Linked DNA regions of Anas platyrhynchos: region 2 is linked to region 1. Evidence: chromatin contacts called from public Hi-C data. All regions are on one chromosome and are shown on one strand. The core of a region is the stretch at or near the end of the contact, and the rest is flanking DNA. Distances in the headings are between cores, read along the strand shown. Region 1 overlaps TSC22D1 (TSC22 domain family member 1). Region 2 overlaps LOC101799766 (a long non-coding RNA gene).

Region 1 (3,979 bases), core at 730-3,229:
CGCCACCAGCTCGAGGCAAGCAGCGAGCACGATGATTTTCCAAATGCCTTCAGCTTTGAAATGGTATTTTCGGGGCTTTGATAAATGCTCGGGGAATGGCTTTGGGTGTGCAGGCTGGAAGTGGACCGAAGGTGGGGAAAGGATGGATCGGGGTGATTTTTTTGGGGGGGAAGGAGCAGCTGTGGAATTTAAAGGGAGAAAGTGGGTGGCTGGACTGTATGTCTGGCCATGCAGTACCTTGATCAGTGCCGTCGGGCCTGTCTTCTCGTTAAACTGTTGTTAATTGGTTTCTTGGGCACGGGGCTGCCTCCTGTGTGTGCACGGGGCTCTGAGTGTCAGCAGCTGGCGTCAAGCTGCTGGAGTCAGCAGCTCCTAGCAGAGGGATGCGGCTCTGGGAGGAGATGCTCAGTGTCTCTCGCCTTTTAAGTCTCAGACTGAATGTCTGAGACCCCTTCAGAAGGTACTGACTGATTTTCAACCAGACTGTGCTGATAAAAAGCATAGAGAGGAGAGAACGTGGTAGCATTAAATATTACACAAGTAGAACAATGGAAAACGATTTTAAGGCAAGGATTTGCAGATAGTGTGGCTTTTAGAAAGTCAGAGGCGACACCATTTGGAAAACAAAGTTATAAATTATATATGTTAAAAACTGGTTTAGAATAACACTTGAGATGGGCGTGCTGTGTTCGGCAGCATCGTTCCCCTGCTAGACCTCTGTGCGGCTTTTCAAACTGTTAATGGGGTCTGTTTGGTACCATGGTGTCACTTGGTTGTTGTTATTAAAGCTTGTTATTATTAAACTCGTTTTTAAGATTGCTTAGACAAAATTCAGGGTCCCAGATTTGGCCTTGAAGCCTTCTCTCTGCACACTTAACCCTGTGGAAAAATACAGAAATCAGCCAGGAGCAGCATGCAGTGCCTGCAGTTTCTGGGCTAGTCTTCTATGCTGATGTAGCGCAGGTTGCAAATCGCATCCAACCTGTACTAAGTAGCACCCTAACGGCATCGAAAGCTTGATCTGAACAAAAGACTATTCATAAGGCCTAAGTCCTTAAACTATTCGTAGCAATATTGTTTCATCTCACACAAGTTGACAGCTCCTCAAATGTTTTGCTCTGGTGAATTCGCTCAGCCACCTATTTGGCTGGAGGAAATAGCAACGTCAGACAAAAACCAGGAAAAGTGGAAAGGTACCGTGAAAAAATGTTGGACGCTGTTGTGCTGCGTGGAGCCTCGCATGTTTTGCTGCAAGGCTGTTCGAAAATGTCACAGGGACCGTGTAAATAGGTTGTTGTTGTAGGCTGCTATATCCTCCTACCTGGTGCAGGTGCACTTGTCACCTTCAAAAAGTCCTTTTTAAAGCAGAGTCCTCTGGAGAAGCTTAAGATAGGCACTAAAGCAACATTTTAACCTCGACTATTTTGGGCAAACTGCTGTAGAAACGTGGGGAATGGTGTTTGCTTCGTGTGTATGCACTGGTAAAAAACAAGCAAGCAAAAAGTGAATGACTCGTGCTATTTGAGGAATGGTATGCAGCCTAGGAGCTGAAGACTGATGTAACACTAGAAAAGAGAGCTAAAGGTCTCCGATATCTTAGTGTGGAATAAAGAAATCAATAGGACACACAAAGGCTGAGAGGGATCCTGAATTGGGGAAGAACTGCCTCCAGGTAAAATTTGTAGGGTGGCAGCGTGTGTTCGCGTGCCGTGTAGAAATGGAAGGACCATCTGTGTTTTAGACGGGAAAAAAAAGAATTGAAAGTTAGAAACTGAAAGTGAGCTGCCTTATCTTTAATAAAAGAAAAAAATACATTTATTTCAGCGGAGGAGTCTCTTGGAAAGAATGTGTTGTGCAAACCGAGTTTCCAAGGAGGCTGTAGACAAAACAGACTTTGGGGCTTGATATGCGAAGTGGCTCGTCTTCTGCTGCAGTTATCGGGGTGCGTGCGTGGTATCGATACACCGAGGGGAAGGTTCACACACATCTTGGGAAAACCTCTCTGTGAGTGTTTAGAAAGCGTGGTGTTTGGCCTTGTGAGGCACAGTGTGTTGTAAATAAGATGATCTTGTGCTTCAGCTGTCTTGTGGAGTTCTCCATCTGGCCTTTATATGGGATGGATCTCTGAGAGGTGTGGGAACGTCCCAGTTCGGAACTACTGAACTGATTTTTTTGGCTATTTGCTGAGGACCTTCCTGGGTACGTGCCCTTTGAGCCTTTGTTCTACCCATTCTTCCCACATGGATACACGGCACTTTAAATTTTATATTGTTTCCTGACTTAGCAGGTGACTTGCTGAGATGAATCCTGCTCATCCGCAGCAACTGAGCACTGTGGTTCCATTATAGGATTAAATCTTTAATTCAGGAGTCATTAGCCTCATCCTCTTTGACCACTAAGTACCAAAATAAGTATTTTCCATTGTACATTGTGTTACCTTCTACAAGATCCAACTTGACTTCTAAGGCATGTTGGCATTTAATCATAATAAAAAAAGGGGTAGATCCCTTACCTGAATATTTAGATAAGGACTTTTTTTTTTGTCTGTGTAGTGTCTGCCTGCTGATTACTCACTTTAAAATGCAAAACATCGGCGTTTGGGAACAATTGTCTGCGATGATTCTGGATTCCTTTCCATGATAATATTTTCCCTGTTCCTTGCTAACTAACATACTTGCGTGCCTATTCCTGCCTTCGCTGATCTTATATAAAAAGCTATCAGTTCTTTTCCTATTCTTGCCTGCCAAAAAGTCTTAAGCTAAATTAGTTGATGAAAATGTCTCTATTCTACTGTTGCTGAGTCAGAAGTGTTTATTTAAAGATGATGAATTTAGTAATCATCAGACCGTGCTTAAATCATCAGGAACGCTAATTATAGATAGGCTAGCCTATATTTCTGAAATACTTAATGACTCGAAGCCCAAATCCTTCCATCTTAAGTTAATAAATGAATCAATTTCAGCTGGAAATGGGTGAGAATATTCAGAAAGATTAAAGTAGTAATTATCTAGACGAAAACATGAAACTTGTATCCCACGATAGAGGGTGGGGGGGAAGCTGAGTGAGATGCTCTCTTCTGTTCTTAAGCGTAAGAAAAGAATGAAACTTTGAGATTTTTTTTCCTGGAAACATAATTTTAAATATCTTGTGTTGGTGGTTTCCTCGTATTAATGTATTTTGAATGTTTTTACAGCTTTGTCTTTCCAACTTTTCTGTCTATTTTTTTAATTCTGGTGTTTTCTGTAGGCATTTTTATTAGCTAATCTATAAGGATTATAATATAAGGATTATATCATTTATAAGGATTATAGCTATTTATATATATAAACATATATGTTTATATCTATCTATTTATATATCTATTTGAGAGTCAGCCCGTCTAGTTTACACAAAATACACTTTATTTCCAGTAACTAAACTGCTGTCTGTAGTGGTGGTATCCACAGGTAACTTAACTCTGAGATGAAGCTCTTTCAGAGGAGAATGACGCCTTCAGTTCTTCTAGCTGCAGTACATGAGACAGTTTTGGGGGTAAAACCTCTGAAATTTTGATCATTTAACTTTTGTCTCTTGCACACGGTGAGGAAATACCCAGATTGTTGTCTGTGTATGCCAGATATCTGGAAGCTCAATTTTCTTGGTGATTGTGCAATGTAATGATGATGTAATGGACTCATATATTGATGCAAAGCAGGACTTGATTGTCCTGCCGAATAAAGAATCCTCTTTGTTTTCAGAGATCATTTTTGGTTTTTCAGAAAAGCCCGGTTTTGTTTCGTGGGTTTCCTTTAAAAGTGATGGAAACCTGGATACTTCCTCCAAGGAATATATAAAGAAAGAAAGGAAAAATGAAAATATTTTATTGCATCTGACTAACCTAGGTGCAGACTGTCCAGTTAATTGTGCCTGGTGTGCTCTCAGAAAGTGGTCACCAATTCTAGGGAGGAGTCCCCATTTAATTAGAGTTGACTGAAAAATG
Region 2 (3,837 bases), core at 749-3,248, 100 kb before region 1:
ATTAATCAAAGAAGCTCAAGCCTTCACTGAGAAATACATCCTTAGCTCAGAAGTGGGAGGATCCAGTCTCTGAGCCCAAAACTTTGAGACAGCCACCACGTGTACACGGTGTCCTCTCCATATTTCCTGCAGGCTCCCTTCCTGCAAGGTGTAGCCCACCAGCACGCCCCAAGTACCAAGGCAGGGGCGCAGGCAGCCCCACCAGCGGTGTGAAACAACAATTTTCATTGTCGTGGTCCGCAGGGCTCCTGTGAATTAGCACAATGAGACATTTAGCAGCACAATGAGACATTTACTGGAGGGCCGATGGGGCGCTGGCCGTCCCCCCCCATGCACGTTAGCTGCAGCTGGCGTGGCACGTGCTGCCCCATCACAAAACACACGCCTGCAGCTGCACATCCCCCCCACCCCGATCACATCAGGGCCAGCTCTGCCCTCCCTCACCATGCTTAGGAGTAGAAATAAATAAATAATGCACCAGAGGAAAGATTAAGCCTTTCAAAAGGAAGTAAATTATTTGAATGAAAGTATTTCTAGGAAGTGATTTTATCGCTCTGAAATTTTATCCATCCTTTGAAAAATAAACAACCTCGGTAACTACTTTTTCAGGCTACGTTTTGCTGGCAAGTTTTATCTGCAGAAAGGATTAGCTTATCCGTGGATGGGACGTGCTGCACACACCCTGTTCCCATGCAGATTTGTGCGGAGCGGAGCTGCCTTTCCAGCTCCGCGCTAGGACATTTTTATGTAGCTAAATCAGATGACTGCAAAGACCATTAGAGCAGTTTATCGTTGGAATCTGCAGGAACATACTGTACCCGAAAGGAAAATGCTCACTGATAGGGGAAGTGCAAGATCTGCGATCCTTGTAATTATGCAGATGATCTTCTCCAGAGGTCTGTGGTATGTGAGCAAGTCCACAGCAAAGGCTTCTGGCAGCAGCACTTTAATAGCCCACTGAAATCCCACTGCTCCGGCTCTCAATCCACTTGGCCGCAGCCCTGCCTGGCACATTATTGTGGATGGTTTTGTTTCTCGCTGGGGACGTTACAATTTTGACATCCAAAAGGCTCTCTGGACTTAAAGTGCTGCTCATCCTGGGCAATTTCACAGATGTTTGCACCTTGCAGCTCACCAGTGGTGGAGATGCTGGACAAACAGGGATGAATGACTTTCAGAGCAAGATGCCACCATCACCAGCACAGACTGGTGGTGTGAAGGTCTGTTACTTCCTCCAAAGATACTCACTCAACACCTGGTCCAAGGAATAAATACCAATAAATGCAATTTATATGCAATAAATACCTCAGCAAAAAGAAACTCCTCTCCTCCCACAGCAGAGTTTCAGCTCCATATGAAACCAGGTGTGAGACCGGCCTGTTCCCCAGCATGGAACAAAACTCACATGCTAAGAACATGGAAGGCTCCAGGCAGGAAAAGTTCCTGGTGATATTTGCACTGTAATTTCTTATAGGGGCATCGCAGACATCTGAAATAATTGGGAACCTGAAGAGGTTCTCCTTAAGGGACTGAGAACACATCAGTAGTGCGATGGGCACAACAGAGGTGCAAAATGCTGCAGTCTTTGCTGCTGGTGTCCTGCCTTGCCAGGTGAAAGCCGTCCTCCTCCCAGAAACATTCATCCAATAAGAACCATGTCCTTGCCAGAGATCCCAAAGCATCCTAATGTTGCAGGGCTGTACAGCTCTTGTGACCCCAGGACAGCTTCTCAGTGCAGAATGCGATCCCTGCACCTTCCAATTGATCAGAAAAAGCAGGACTTTAATCACAAATATGCAGTGGAGAGTATGATACAAAGGACACAGTGTCTGCTTCTAACCTCTGGAGGTTTTAGGAAGGACTAGCTGGGATTTGGGCTCGGCATTTAGAACATGGTCCTGCCAGCCCTGCTGCCCCTGTTGGGACCTGATAGTGCTGGATTGTGCTGTACCCATCCCCAGCAAGACCCAGCTCCTTCCCCATTAACCCTGGTGCTCAGAGTAAGGAAGATGGGAGAAGGGAGTAAGGAAGCTGTTGTTCCAGTTTTCCTGATAAGGACCTAGAGGGAGCGGAGAAAAAGTGTTCTGCACAAGGACAAGTGTTTAAAATCTGGGAAACAAGCCTGAACCTCTTGACTCTTAGTGCCCTTTCCTCTTTGGCTGTAGCCTGACACACTTTTCCAGTCTCCGGGAGCTGAGGCTTCCTATCTCCAGGGCAGAGGACAGCCAGGCTGACGCAGAACGGAGCTTTGGTGCTGGCTCTTGAAAGAGCTCATAGGACTTTTTTTGATATGACCCACACACATGGCTGGGCATGCCACGTGAACTGCAACGGGCTGGCAGATTTGGTAGGGAAATGGCCTGGAGTGGCTTCTGGAAAAATTATAAAAACCCACTGCGAACAGAGCTGTGCACCCCAAGCTCTGCATTTCCAGTCCATTTGGGACCAATATGAGTTCACCCACACATCTAATAGCTACAGGGGGTGCAAATGAAAATTTCAGAGGGAGAATTTAAGTATCTGGGCATGTTCAAGGGGTAGCACATCAAGTGCTAATTGCCTGTTGCCCAGTAGCATTACAGGGAGCCAGAACAGAGAGGGCAGGGACCTTCTGCAGTGCCAAGTCCCAGACAGAGAACCAGATACATCCCATTCCCACAGCATATTATAAAATTGCAACAGACAGCTGCGAGGCAAGAATGAAGGCTGTCATGCAAAAGCATGGTTGGAAGGCAAGTTGCTGAAGGGATAGGTGGATGTTCAGGGCAGAAACAAGCAGTTATTGGCAGGATGCGGCCCCTGAATGTGGTTTATCTGCCAACAGGCAGATTTATGTAAGAAAAAGCTTAGCTGAGCTAATCCCACTGCTGGAAGCCTACAAGAAGAAGAGCCGCCCATACAGGAGCGAGATGTGAACCTATGGAAACGCACTTAATGAAGATGAAATATTTTCTTATATCTTGGGGGGCGTTTCTGTTAAGGTGTTCAGTTTGGCAGCATCACTGAACCTCGAGCTGCTTAACCTCAGGACCACAGGATGGGGACTCAGGCACCCCATGGACTTGCTTGGATGGGTAATCCTGTGATGGATCAGCAGCCCCTCACCAACGTGGGGGCTCTGCTCTTCTCGTGCTGCAGATTCCTGTGCCCGAAGCACAGAAACATATATATTTGCCTACGTATGTATATATGCCCGAGCATATAAGAAGTCAAACAAAGCATTACAAATGTACAGTGAAGAAATAACAATCTGCCTTCTTTGATTAAACAGCCTGATTTACTGGGCTAAACAATAGGTTTATTGCTCTGTGCTACGTAATTGTTATTAGAGGATGCATCTGGTCTCTGAGTAGAAATGAACTTTTGTGAAGCTAACGCATTCCAAAATAGGAGGAAGAAAGTGACTGTCAAACCAGGTCTATATAAAAAAAAATAGCTGGAAAAGCCAAATAAATTGTGAATGATATATACTTAAAAAGGTTGTAGGAGAGAGTGGTTCTTTGATATTCTAGTGGCCAAACTATGACATTTATAGCTCTCCTCCTGACTGCCCACTGGTAGTTTTCCTTTTCTGCTGAGCACCAGTGTCCACTACAATACTTAAAGAATTTACTACTTTTATTTTTATTTTATTTTTCCCCCAGATTCGGTGTCACAACCACTTTTGAGCTTGCTGGAGGTGTCCAAAGCTTGCAAAAATAATGAATTCTGCTAAGTACCTGGGCAAATGTCCAGGGCAGAAAGTCGATCTCCAGCCTGCATGAGCTAAAAGGTGGCCCTGGGTGGGAAGAGGAGCATCCGGAGGGGGGCACAGCTCCTGCTCCTCAGGCTGTGCTG

Evidence for each region. A called contact is a pair of places that touch in the nucleus more often than the background predicts.
Region 2: a contact with region 1 is called in a Hi-C map of F5 follicle, with 4 times the contacts expected there. The contact joins two enhancer-like sites. A contact is called at or near these places in 2 of 8 Hi-C or Micro-C datasets (F5 follicle and small yellow follicle).

The regions. Positions count from the first base shown.
Region 1 is chr1:176,882,916-176,886,894 of IASCAAS_PekinDuck_T2T, reverse strand. All of the region lies in intron 2 of TSC22D1 (TSC22 domain family member 1), which reads left to right. Among named protein-coding and RNA genes, the nearest start is that of TSC22D1, 50 kb to the left of the region's middle. Within about 2 kb of position 1,979, at least 4 of the 8 cell types and tissues checked have an H3K27ac peak or open chromatin away from gene starts, as enhancers often do. A contact at or near this core is called in F5 follicle and small yellow follicle, where this site is marked.
Region 2 is chr1:176,986,967-176,990,803 of IASCAAS_PekinDuck_T2T, reverse strand. The region is part of intron 2 of LOC101799766 (a long non-coding RNA gene); the gene reads left to right. Among named protein-coding and RNA genes, the nearest start is that of TSC22D1, 54 kb to the right of the region's middle. Within about 2 kb of position 1,998, at least 3 of the 8 cell types and tissues checked have an H3K27ac peak or open chromatin away from gene starts, as enhancers often do. A contact at or near this core is called in F5 follicle and small yellow follicle, where this site is marked.